2 separate regions of the Rattus norvegicus genome follow, and region 2 is linked to region 1. Evidence: chromatin contacts called from public Hi-C data. All regions are on one chromosome and are shown on one strand. Each heading gives the region's core, a stretch centred on a gene start, on an enhancer-like site or on the middle of the called end of the contact. The rest is flanking DNA. Distances are from core to core; before and after follow the strand shown. Region 1 holds the start of Stim2 (stromal interaction molecule 2). Region 2 has its middle 55 kb from the start of Stim2.

Region 1 (6,587 bases), core at 1,854-4,353:
AACCATTGATGCTGTATATGTTAAACATAAAGTGCTGATTTAGAATATAATCTGTCTGCTTCCAGTCATCAATCCTTAATCTGAATTAGGTTTCAATCATGGGAATTACTTTTTTAACTAAAAATATATACATGCATATACACACATACAATTTAAATGTTTTACTATGTAATACTGGTTCTACATTACTAAAACATTTAAGACAATGGACCTATTGATTTTGATGGTATCATTGCCTATCTCTGCAAGAATACTTTTTTTTGTTCAAAACTAAGAACAAGCCAGACTTAAAGACAATTTGTTTTTAAAATACACGAACATAAAACCCTTGGGAGGTAAGCTTCAGTGAAAAGGTGTGTTCTAGACTGAGGCAAGTTCCTCAGAAGTTCCTAACAGCTAAGTATTAAAAATACTAATCTGGAGAGGAAAACAGAGAGCGGGGTGGCCGTCAATTTACGAAACTACTAAACGTGCCAACAATGGAACAGCCACTTTCACAGGGAAGCACCGAGAAATACTGTATCCCGGTTCTTTCACAAGTTTTCAAATTTCAAAATCCACATAAAATGTAGCTCTCTCCTATGCCCATGTCTCTATCCATCCATTAACACAGTCTGGAATGTAACAGGGTTTGTCTGTGGCTCCACTCCCTCAAGTGTGAGGTGTCACCATCCTTTATGTCCCAGGTTTAACAAATAAAACAAATGGAACCATAAAAGAAAATTACTCACAAAAACTATTAAACGAAAATGGGCCCTACAGAGGTCGTACAACTCAAAGCAATTTTCAACATATTCTAATTTCACCAGTGATTTTTCAATCTACATTTCCCTAAACACCAGCCCTACTGACTGTATTTTCATAAACTTATTAAAATTCTATTACTCAACTTAGATACTGTGCAGTATTATAATCTGAAACTTTAAGTGGAAATGTTTAACTTTGTAAAATTACTATTCGAACATAAGGGGAAAAAACTTGAGATGAACAGAAATAATTCTGAGGCCAACATTTCAGCAACTTTACTTAAAAGCACTGCAGCACAACTTCACTTTGTGTGATGACTTTTCCCACTAAGAATCACCCTGTCTTTTCAACTGTGCCATAAATAACTACAGAGAAAATTAAAAGGGTTACAGCTTATTAAAATTCCATCTGCGCTTATTTCTTGATGTTCTCAGTATAACATACTTGTGAGAATAGTCAATAAACACCAAGTTCTAAATCACGACTTTCTGCCAATCACATTTGTTAAGGCATTACGTAATTGTCTACTAATTAAACATTTCTACCAAAACAAACAAACAAACAAACAAAAAAACCCTACACTACTATACCTCTTAGAAGCCAAAGTAATTCTTTTCCACTCCTAAGGGAGACAATAAGCCCTCAACCTACCCTCCTACTTAACCAGTTTATCACTGTTCCCTTCTTCTACACTTGCCGTATTTTGAGCATGAAACCATCCAATATATCCCTCCATACAGTACTATGTCCCTAAAGATGATTCCAGAATCCTTTATCCAAGGCAGTCAGTGATGACTTGCCTGTTTCAACTGAACAGGATTTGGTAAGTTTTTTGAGTACCTTAAGTAAGCTGACCATTATGTTCTATACCCTCCGACTTCCAAAGTGCCTGACAATGCTTACCAACGTCCTTCTCTCTGCAACAGGAAATAGCCTGTCACAGAACTCTAGAGGAAAGCTGCTTAGATCTCTGAAGACTCCTGAACACTTCCCAGAGCAGCTGTTAGTGACTACTAGACGCCTGTTGGGCTACCACTGCAGCTAAATTAACAGTGAATCGCCTCGTTTCTCTTTAATGCTATTCTTCCAGAAAACCTGGAGATCTACCTTAAAAATAAACACAGCAGGAAGAAAAATAAGTTACTCTAGCTCCACCACTTTGCCCCAGGAAATCATTTCAAGACCTTTACATCATTGCTTAAGCCACACCAGATCAGTTATATAAGACAATGAAGGCTTTAAAAGCATACAATTTTCTACTTAATCTTACCAAACGTATTTGCAAGTTTTCAGTAAGTGCTAGAACGTTCTGTGTTTGAAAAGATACTGGTGCACTCCATCAGAACTGTGCTGCACAAATCCACGTCACAAATATCCTGCACTTGGTAAATTTTAGGTGTGTTTCTGGTTACCTGCTGCGCTTTCTGCACCCGCTGTCACCCAGTGATGCTCTCAAACAGCATATACTTCCCATCCCTTAAAACGGCCTCGTACCCCCACAAAAACACACCAGACTTTGACGTTTCTTCATACTAACACGGAACCACCAGTGCCACTAGGTGCTGAGGCTCTCAAAGAATCTCTTCAGCAGCTTCCCCTGGGACAGGGCGCTCGCCGGGCTCTCAATCGGTAAGAAGCTGCCAGCTGCCTTTGCAAAGGCAGCAGAGGCCAACTCCATACCGCATTGCTGCTACGGCTGCTGCTGCCGCCTACTTTATCCGACTGCTTTGGGAAGAGGGGAAATGAGCCCAGTCCCCTACAGACCCCAATGGCCCCTTCGGCAACACGAAAGAGAAACCACTGCATTGCTCAGCTGGGAAGCTCGCAGGAGCCCACTAAAAGGCGAAGAAGCCACAGTGGAGGCGCCAGTCGGTGGACTAGGAAGGCGTCCGAAGTGCGACGACCGGCGCCAAGGCAACCGCGAGGCGCCCCCTCGGAGATGGGGTCCTGCCGGGAGTCCCGCCAAGCCTGCTCGTCGCCGCGCCGGCCTCACCTGTCAGCAGCGCCTGGCGCTCGCCGGCAGCCGCAGCCGAAGGAGACGCAGCCGCTCCGGCCGACCCCGACGCGCGCCGCCCGCGGAGGTGCCGGGGCACCAGGTCGCATCCGTCCGCCACGCCGGCCACCAACAGCCCGAAGAGCAGCATTGCTGCCCAGCGCCGTCGGGAAGGGCGGCCCAAGGCCCGGCCGGGTGCCGCGGCGGGAGGAGCGCTCACAGGAGCCGCCGGGCACTCGCTCGCCGCCAGCTGTCCGGGGCCCCGTCGCCTCGGAAGCAGACTCCCGCCGGGTGCTAGCCCGCTCCCTTCACCGGCGGCCCGCGGAGCTCGGCACCCCGCCGCGTTCATTGGTTCCGGTTATTTAAAAAAAAAAAAAAGTGGGGGAGCGCAGTGGTACGGCGTCTTCCGACCCGGCGCGACACCCGCGCAGCTGCCGCGGCGACACCGGGATCCGCTGCTCTGGCGCGGCCAAGCCCCAGCCCAGCGCCCGCGCCGCCGCCGCGGCGCATCCCCCCGCCCCCTCCGGCCGGCGCCCGCCGTAGTACCACGCTCGGCCGGGACACCTCCCTCCCCTCACACACTAGCTCTCATACCAATCCCCCGCCTCCCTCAGCGCCGCCACTGCGCAGGCGCGATGCGGTGGTACTGCGCGTGCGCGGTTCTAGACCCCGCCCCTAGGGGCGTTTCCAGACTGGTGGGCGGGGTGCGGGACAGCGGCCCAGGCGGAGCTTTAGGAGCCAAAGAACCAGAGCTGGAGGAAGGCCTGTGTCTCGCCCACGCAGTGATCCGATGATGGGCAGCCTGGGGACCTGGATAAAGCCAGTCGACGTCGCTGATACTCTGAGTGCTTTACCCGGTGGGACAGAAAAAACCTTGCAGTAGGAAACAGCGGCCCCCCAGACTTGGATGTTGGTGGGGCTTACCAGTTGCCAGCTTTGTAGAAGGGAAGGGTTACCCAGCCTATCCTTGTATTTACTTTACAAACATTTGGCAAAGCGCTTACCTTGTGCCAGCGTGCTAGGAATTTCTCTAAGCAATTTACAGTGGCATAGTGTAACTCATCCTTCTCATCGCCATTTTACAAGTGACAAAATCCAAGCCCTGAAATGTTAAGATAGCTTAACCCACTGACCCATAGCTAGTAAGTGGACATGGCCCGATTTATCAACTACTGGATGGAAATGTTCAAATAATTTGCTCTAGCTTTTTACTATTCTTCTTGCTGATATTGCGGGCAGTCATCGCCATTTTCCTCACATCCCACGCCTTCTGTAAACGATGCCAGCTGAACAGGTTGCCCCAACTACAACATAGACCTGACCATTTCGCTTATCCGCAATGAAGCAAAGTTTTGTGCATTCTTACAAATTCTGCTCCAGACAGGTTTAATTGGTCCAAAGGGAGGAAATAACAGAATATGTTTTGTCCAAGTAATTGCCATTAGGACTATGTTGTTGTTATTGTTGTTTGTTTTATTTTTTAGTTTTTTTTTAATTGTGGTGGGAGTGCCTAGGATATGACCCATGTGAATGGCACTCAGACTGGAGCTACATACCTCAGAAACCCATATCAAAGCATTTCTTCAGAAAACTTTTGAAATGTAATAGGAGGTGTTAAACACACATACATATTTAGGATCTTGTAGCTAGGATTGTTAAGAACATAGGTCTGGCTACTGTTGGATTTCACTGTCGGCTTGAAGTTTAGATTATTTTGTTCCAGAAGTCAAATTAGCCTCCAAAACAATTCTTTAGGAAACTTGACCAAAAGAACTTCAGATATCACTCATAGCAGAAGAGGCAGATACACACTGCAGAAAAGAATCAGGAATAATAATGAGGCTAATCGACCACAATTATTTCTTGGCATTCTTCACTGGAGCATCATGTTGGAGGGTGAGGCAGTTCCTTACAGGGCAACAGTAAGATTCTATTTTGCTTGCTGAAAGGCAGTGAAGTCATGTGTTTGCTGAGTAGACAGTACTGCTAGGCACCGGAAAACCAGGAAGTAAACAAGTTCTTTTCCTACTCTACAGGAGGCATCACTTAATTCATCAATATTTACTGAACACCTAATGTATGCCAAGCAAAGTATTATACGGTGGAGTATTATATTCAGTAGACAAGGAAGCACTTGAAAATGTCAAATAAGTCAAAACTAGAAGCTAGAAGATTACTAACAGTCCTTTCCTAGAGAACTTTACCATCTTGGATGGGAGATAAAATTTGTCTATTAAATAACTATAGGTTCTTACAAGGTTATGACAAGGAATCAATTACCAAAGTGAGTGGTACAAACTGTGTACAGCAATAACAATATAAAGCCAGGAAAAGTTAGCAATCCACTGGCCTGGGGTTCTTTAAACAAAGATAACATACGATTTCAAAGATAGGGCACAGGCACTGAAGCACAGTATTGGATTCAGAGTCATAAACGTTTATGTCTCTCTAGTGGTGGGAACCACCATTCACTATAGAGGCCTCTCTCAGAAGGACGCGGGCTAGAAACTATCATATATATCTATTTTATGGGTACCGAAGTTTCTGACTATTAAACTGAGCAGCCATGGTGCACACTGTTACTCAGAGGAGTATGCTGCCCCACTGCATCATAACGTAGGCCTAACTAACAGGCAAGTCCATTACATTGAAGAAAAAAAATATCCCATCCGTAGAATTACAGATACAGAATTTTACCTGCAAGCCACACATGAACACAGGGCTTGAGGGGTGATAATCACATTCTCTTTCCCTAACAACCTAGAGCTTCCTGCCTGCCCTTCTCTAGCCAAATCCCATCAAAATCTTCCTGAAACCCCTCTCCCTTGGTGGCCACCCTACTCCTACAGTCCAGCCTCCTCCTTTTAAAGTCTAAACCTCACAACTTGTCATTTGTTTGCAAAATGTGTTCATGCCCTTGTTCTAACAAAGCCTTGACTTCAAGCGTCTGATGGGCAGCCTTGAACTTTGTTATCTGACCAACCTCGTAGAAATCTCAACTCTTTTCACTCAACTCTTTTCAGTGTGACGCGTAGGCAAGTTAATTAGGAACCCAATTATACCTACACAACAGAATTATTGGTGGTTGCAGTGGAGTGGAAAAAATAGTAACAAAGAAAGCCTTCCCTGGGTGCCTGGCACCTAGGTGCTTTGTACTTAGTGACTCTGGCCTCAGGCTCTGGGCGTGTATGCTAAACGTTAGGATTAAACGCATCACACTTTGCCTATGCTGTTCGATTCTGCAGATGAGCCCAACTCTCAGTGCACGCCCAAAGAAGAAGCATTGCACTGGTTCCTCCCCATCCCTGAACAAACCCTCCTCATCCTCTTCCCTTACAGCCCCACAGCCTACACAGCCTGCCTCGGCTCCAACTAGGAGAACCAGATCTCCGCTGGCGAGCTCAGGAGCCTCCCCGCAGCAACGCGCATGCCCACGGACTCTGGCGGCCGCCACAGGTGCGCGACTCTGGCTGGCACAGAGCGCTCCCGAGTTCCGTGGGCGGACCGTCCGCGCGCGCCCGACACCCGGGCGATGACATCACCGCGTGGGCGGACGCAGTGGCTCTGGAAGGGAGCTCCGTGGGCGTGGGGCGGGATGGAAGTATCACCCAGGGGAATTCCGGCTGAGGTCCGGCCTGCCCACAGCTTCCCCGGCCTGACTGTGACCCCAAGGAGTGGGGGGGGTTCCTGCCACATCAGGGTAGAGGAGCACGATGGGCAAGTGCTCTTTGATCACCCTTCTTAGATAGCTCCTGGGGAAAGGAAAGAGTCCTCTTTAGTGGAAACCCGGTTATGAACTGGGCCACTTTCATAGCTTCCTAGGAAATTAAGGTCCTGAGAACTTTGA
Region 2 (6,587 bases), core at 2,536-5,035, 56 kb after region 1:
ACTATATCCTGTCTTTGAATTTTTTGATGTGTGTGTGTGTGTGTGTGTGTGTGTGTGTGTGTGTGTGTGTGTGTATTAGCTATTTAGCTCCTAGTTACCCTTAGGCCCTCATTTTCCATACATTTTGAGACAATTTAATCTAACTTCTATCTTCCCCAATGGTAATTGATTACATTTATTTCTTGATTTTGGTGAGACCGACTTGTATTATATTCACAACCAAGACTGAATTATTCCCCCCATCTGTTAAGGTCTTGGCTTAGATGTTTGATAAGATGTTACTACTTCATGCCTTTCATGTTAAATTCATTTCTAATAAAAATATCATCTTTATTGTGATTGAAATATGTTTCCCATTCTGTTTTCTAGGTGCTGACTGCCAGAAAGAGAACATTTCAAGTTCCTTATTTAAATACTATAATGCTGATAAATTTATATTTTTTATTTAAAATTTTTTTCTGTATGGGTATTTCACCTGCATGTATGACTATGCACTGCATGTGTGCTTAGTATACACAGAAGCCATAATATGGCATTGGATCCCAACACTGGTAATACAGGTGGTTGTGAACTGCCGCGTAAGTGCTGGGGATTGAACCTGGCTGTTCTGGAAGTGTAGTCATTGCTTACAACCATTAAAACATCTCTGCGGCTCTGAACCAGATTGCTTTTAAAGCACATAACCACATTCTCAACATAGACATCTTATTTCAATGGTTATAACAATTGTTTCATATTCTATTTAAATGAAATTGTTAGATCCTAAGAACAAGTATTAATAATACTTGTAACTTCATTTTAAGCTTCTGGTTTCAATGGAAGTAAGTCTAGTTATTATTTTTTAGGTTAATATTATGCTGAGATGTTGTTGCTCTGTAGGTCTAGAAGAATTGAACACTGGCGTTTCCTATGATTCAATGTATCTATTCTTCTCTTCCACACCTATTTTAGGTGTTTATTTGAAATTGCTTGCATGCTGTATCAAATGCATGGTGTGCTGATTGTGGTGACTAGAACAACTGTACCTGCATGTGTTTCCTGCCTCCGTGCTGTTCTTTCCCACATCGATTTGACACATGCATCTGACTCTAGCCAACTGGACATGGGCAGGCATGATGCAATCAGAACCGGATATGCAATTGCACAATAGGACTGGTGCTCTTGGAAGAGGTCCGCACTCAGAATCCTGTACAGTGCTGTGTGAAAGAATGGGCCAGTCTACAAATGCTGGAAAGTCACTTGGTCCCATTCATTATGTAAGTCACACAGTAATAGCACAGGGATAAGATCTTCTCATTTGAATTCATCCAGGCCGTAGAATCACACAGAGTAACCTTAAATCAGTGATTCTCAACCTGTGAGTTGTGACCCCTTTGTGGGTCCAATGACCCTTTCATAGGGGTTGTATATCAGCTATCCTGCATATCAGATATTTACATTATGATTCATAACGGTAGCAAAATTACAGTGATGGATTAGCAGTGAAAATAATTTTGTGGTTGGGGTCACCACAACATGAGGAACTTCATTAAAGGGTCACCACATTAGGAAGGTTGAGAACCATTGATTTAAATTAGTTGATTTGTCATTTATAACAAAGAACACATCCCTGGGAGATTGTTGTAATAATGAACCCTGGTGACAGATTTTTCTGATCTGAGATAACCCAACTATGTAACTATTATTTATCCTTTAGTTACTACTTTCGATTAACTGCTGGACTCTTATTGGGTGATTTTTTTTCATGTAATTTTTAATAATTCTAATATTGAATTACAGAATTTAGGTTTCTCTGTGGCCCAGAGTTATTCGCGTTATATTTTAACCATCTATTTTGGACAGTTGACACTTGCCTGTGAAACTCTCTGATCATAAAGCGTTCCAGGGTTGACATCATCCCTTCCAGGTCCTCTAGAAGACCTTGTGCTTATACTCACTAGAGTTTGATATTTTACATATTGCTTATAGAATATGCATATTTTAATATTTTAAATTTTGATATTTAAGACCTTTGTGTCCTCTTGATTTCTTTCATATATGTGACTGTGCCTTTTTTTTCTAAACTAGGTGTTTCGCTCTCTCTCTCTCTCTCTTTTTTTTTTTTTTTTTTTTTTTTGGTGTTAGGAGTTGATCTAGTTCTCACACATTCAGGTCACATGAACCATTGAGCTCTATCCTTAACTCTATGATTTCTTTTACCCTCTATGAAGGTCTCCTAATCTATTTAGTAAGCTTTTCAAGTAGTTGAAGTTGGGATGGCTTTACTTTTTATTATATTGTCTTTTAAATTTTTTATCTTTATGAATTTAATCTTCCTGGTTTCTTTTGGCTCATTTTCTTTTTAGAAGTTCAATTTCAAAATTGAAAGCGGTAACCAAGAAAGAGCTTTCAGTGCTCTGCCAGTCTCTTCCCTCCCCCTCCCTCCCTGGGTGATCTTTAACAGCAGTAAGAACCCTTCATAAAAAACGAGCACCTTTCCTTTATAAGAAAATTGGCCTGAGGGGTGGAGCCACGCGCCATGTTCCAGTAGCTCCAGCAGCATGCAGCTCCTCTCTCTTTGGCAAGCGAGTATTAATTTCCCTTTAGGACACCTGCTTCCCTGTGATCTCATCTCCATCCAAGTACAGACCGTGACTCAGGCTTAGCTAGTCATCATTCTCTATCCCGTTGGCCAGTGATTGACTCAGGAACTCAGAGATGACCCAAAATGGACCAATCAAACATTCTCCAAGGGCTTAATTAGAGTATTAGGAAGGAGACTGCTTCTGCCCTGGGATTTCATTTGCTATGACGCAAGATTATCAAGAGCTGCCAGAGGTTGCCAGTCTTTATTGCTTCTAGAAAGGCATCTACGAACCATACACTGCCCAGAAGGAGAAAGAAGAGCTGGATTCTGAGTGACATCAGTTGTACCATTGACCAGTATGCCTGGAGGCGACTCATTCTGTTTGTGCATCCTTACTATGTGAGTAAATGCTCACTTTTGTTAAGTGGGCCTGAATGTCTACCCTAAATCATAAGCTGAATTCTGACAAACATAGAAAACATAGTGACTCAGTTAGGGTTTCTATTACTGTGAACAGACGCCATGACCATGCCAACTCTTATACAAGAAAACATTCTTTGGTGCTGCCTTACAGTTTAGAGGTTTAGTCTAGTATCGTCACAATGGGAAGCATGGCAGTGGACATGGCGCTGGAGAGGTAGTAAGGGTCCTACATCCAGATCCTCGGACTGCAGGACAAAAGAGACACTGAGTCTGGCCTGAACTTATGAAACCTCAAAGCCCATCCCCAGTGATACACTTCCTCCAACAAGGCCACACCTTCTAACACTGCCACCCACTATGGGTCTATGGGGGCCATTTTCCTTCAAAGCGCCACACATGGTATCAGGAAAACATGACCTGTCAATGAGAGTCAAGTCACCCTACTCAGTTTGTGTGTCACTATGTGGCCCCCTACTTTTATCCTCACAGTTCCTGACTCAGTCGCACAATCACCACTCCATCTTCCACATGACTTGCTTGCCTGCGTCTTTTGACTGGTTAATGTTGGCATTAAGGATAAAAAAATAAAAAAGTTTTAAAAAGTCCAAGTAATTTTTATCTGAAAACTTGCTAGTTTGAACTTTCTAAAGGAGAAAGATAAGCTTATTCGTGATTGTTGTTGCAGAATCACCTTCTTAGTGGGTCTATTTTCCTGGAAAGGCACGAGGCTACATGAATGTAGTCAGGCCTGGCCTGTGTGGAGGGAAGGGAGTATCCACAGAACAGCTGTGCTGTGGGCTGGAGGCCAGGAAACCTAGGGAAACCAGCAGGCTTGATCTAAACGCAGCTTCTCACACAAGGGCCGACAGGCCCTGTTCAGTATTTGCAGGGAAATGGGACAAACAGAATTTTTTCATGCAGCTTCATTTTATTAAAAGATCTGCAGAAATCAGATTACTCACAAATTAAAACAATCCTTAGGAAAAAGGGGAGAACACACACTTAGAGGAAACTTACTATCATGTCTGGCTGCTCTGGTCAATATATACGACTAAGGTGCAATTTTTCTTGCCTGAAGGAAAAAAAAAACTATTGGCCCGGTGTTCCCCTCCAGCCATGCCTTGGTGAGTTGCTCCTGTTATAGTATGGAACAGGTTGTGTCTGAATTTTCTGTCTCCACTTGTCCTTATCCTGATCTTTCTTCAGCCCACTCCTGTCAGTGTTTGGCTTCTATTTTGCTCTTGCTAAGTCTCTAGAAGATTCCATGTTGCTAATTTCAGTGGTCCATTTTCAGCCCTGTTTGTTGACCTCTGTGGCAGTTTATTCACGTCTTCTGGAAGTACTTTTCTTTACTCAGCTCTCAGAACCCTGCATTCTGCCAGGTACCCCTTCTCTGCTTGGTCTCTTTTGTGGTTTCTCCTCAGCTTCCAGACCCCTTACTATGGGTGGAGGGTTGCTTTTTTGACGTCTGCTCTATCCATGTGTTCTGACCTATGATCCCAGCCAGCTTCCCAACTTGAAATTCCATCTATATGCCGACATCTTCTAAATGTATTTCTCTGCCTGGACCTTTCCCCTGAATTCTTGTTACATATTTGTCTTCAATGTCCCCATTTGGATGGGGAACATGCATCTCAGACTTAACTTACCCAGAAAGGAAACTTGCCCTCCCTGGGTAAGCCTGCTCCTGCCCTATCTCATCAAATCACAACGAGGTTTTCATATTTTTGGACCTCAACCCATGGAGTCAGTTTTGATTCCTCCTTTACTCTTAAACTCCTATCTCTAATCAGCCAGAAAATTGTCTGGCTCTATCCACAAATATTTGCAGGATTTGCACTCATGCCATCCTCAGCTTGGCTCAAGTCACCGTACTCTATCATCTCTTGCCAAGATTCCTGTCCTAGTCTCATAGCTTTGTGCTTTGCCTGTGTTTGACTTTCCTCCATCTAGCAACTGATATGATCCTTTCATTAAACATGTCAGGTTCTCTACATAGAACCCTCCATGACTTTCTCCTTGCTCAAAATCAAAGATAACCTCCCTATGAAGCTCAAAGACCTCACTCCACCCCCCGTGTGTTTCTCCTAACTCCTCATGTGCCCACCCCATCACTTTCTCTAGCCTTGAACTAAATGCTACTTTTCCATGAGTCTTTACCACCTGGCTTAAAATGGCCTCTTCTAAATGCATTCTGAAACCACTACACTCCCCTAGCTTGCTCTCCACTTAGATTTATCACATCTAATATGCCATGACTTCACTTATTTATTCTCTACTTTCTTTCACCAAAATGTATCCAGAGAGACTTTTACCAGCTTTGTTCATTACATTATTTCATAGTTCATAGCAAGTACCCAAAAAAACATGCTACTCGAAGGAGCCAAGCCTATCACTAAAGAATGAATGTGACTGGCTTGTTCTGCTCTGCCACTTGGACCCTTCTCCAGAAAGGCCTGAGATTCTCTGTAAGAGGCAGTGTGCGGCAAGAGGAAAGGTGGCAGTAAAGGGGGACTTGGGGATGCAAGAAGGACATGGTAGTAGGTTGGACACTTCCTGGTGACAAAGAGAAGACTAGAGATGACTTGGGTGCTATGCTTTGTTCATGGGGACATAAAGGTGACACTACAAGGGAACACCAACATATGCTGCAGAAGCATCGCCAGAAGTCCGGCTTCATTTCTGCATCACCACAGGTCTGGTTTCACACGCTCACTCATTCCCCCATATAGGCAAGTATGTTGATGATTATTTCTGCATAAACACTATATTTGGTTGAGAATGAATGTTCTACCTGCCTCATCTAAAAGTCGATCTCTCTGAAGGAACTTGCTTTTCTGTAAGGACCATGAAAATATATTAATGGATAATACTAATTCATGAATGACCCAACATACTTTTCTATAATTTCATCTTTTGTCTCTAAAGTGTAAAGTTTATAGCCACACACATATTTAATATATATGTATTAAATGTGTGTACACACAGACACAGACACAAACACAGAGTAATTTAAGAAATAAGACTGTTGGTGAATACCTTTGCAAATCCTATTTTGTCCTTTCTCATTTTATTTATCTATCAATACTTCACAATAACACACAAGCATATAGAACATTTATATAATGCCTCAGGAGTTGCTCTAAAGGCACTCCTAGGTTAATTTACTTTAGACTACCAACAACCTTAAGAGGCAGGATACCCTTTATAAAAATTCACCCTAAAGTCTAAGCCTTTTAGCTTAATATATTTTTGTTTTTATTTTATTAATTTGCCTTGTGTTTTTGTTTGTTTTTCAGTAGTCATTCAGTGGAAATGTTTGGCAGCTAGCTTTTCTCATGGCAACTTGGGGCCCTAGGCTCCTCCTACATTATAGTAGCTCCATCACTCTCCAAGGCCCCTGGATCTGACACACCCTTGACCAGCAGGTGGTAGAGAGAGAGAGTAAAGGATCACATTCCATTGAAAGAGAATCTGAGGACACAGCAGCCCTAACTGCAAGGAAAGCTGGGCTGGGAGGACCAGTGTGGTGGTGGTGTGTCAAGAATGTCGTAAGTGCCACATGCCAGTCTCTGCCAATGGCAGATTCTTAGTCTTC

The links. A called contact is a pair of places that touch in the nucleus more often than the background predicts.
Region 2: a contact with region 1 is called in a Hi-C map of psoas muscle, with 2.1 times the contacts expected there. The contact joins the enhancer-like site here to the promoter of Stim2 in region 1. A contact is called at or near these places in 3 of 12 Hi-C or Micro-C datasets (liver, mammary epithelial cells and psoas muscle).

What each region holds. Positions count from the first base shown.
Region 1 is chr14:61,213,977-61,220,563 of GRCr8, forward strand. It overlaps Stim2 (stromal interaction molecule 2), which reads right to left and starts at 3,104. Exons shown (of 12, transcript NM_001105750.2): 1 at 2,741-3,104. The coding sequence starts at 2,891.
Region 2 is chr14:61,268,841-61,275,427 of GRCr8, forward strand. No RefSeq gene overlaps it. Among named protein-coding and RNA genes, the nearest start is that of Stim2, 55 kb to the left of the region's middle. Within about 2 kb of position 3,786, at least 11 of the 93 cell types and tissues checked have an H3K27ac peak or open chromatin away from gene starts, as enhancers often do.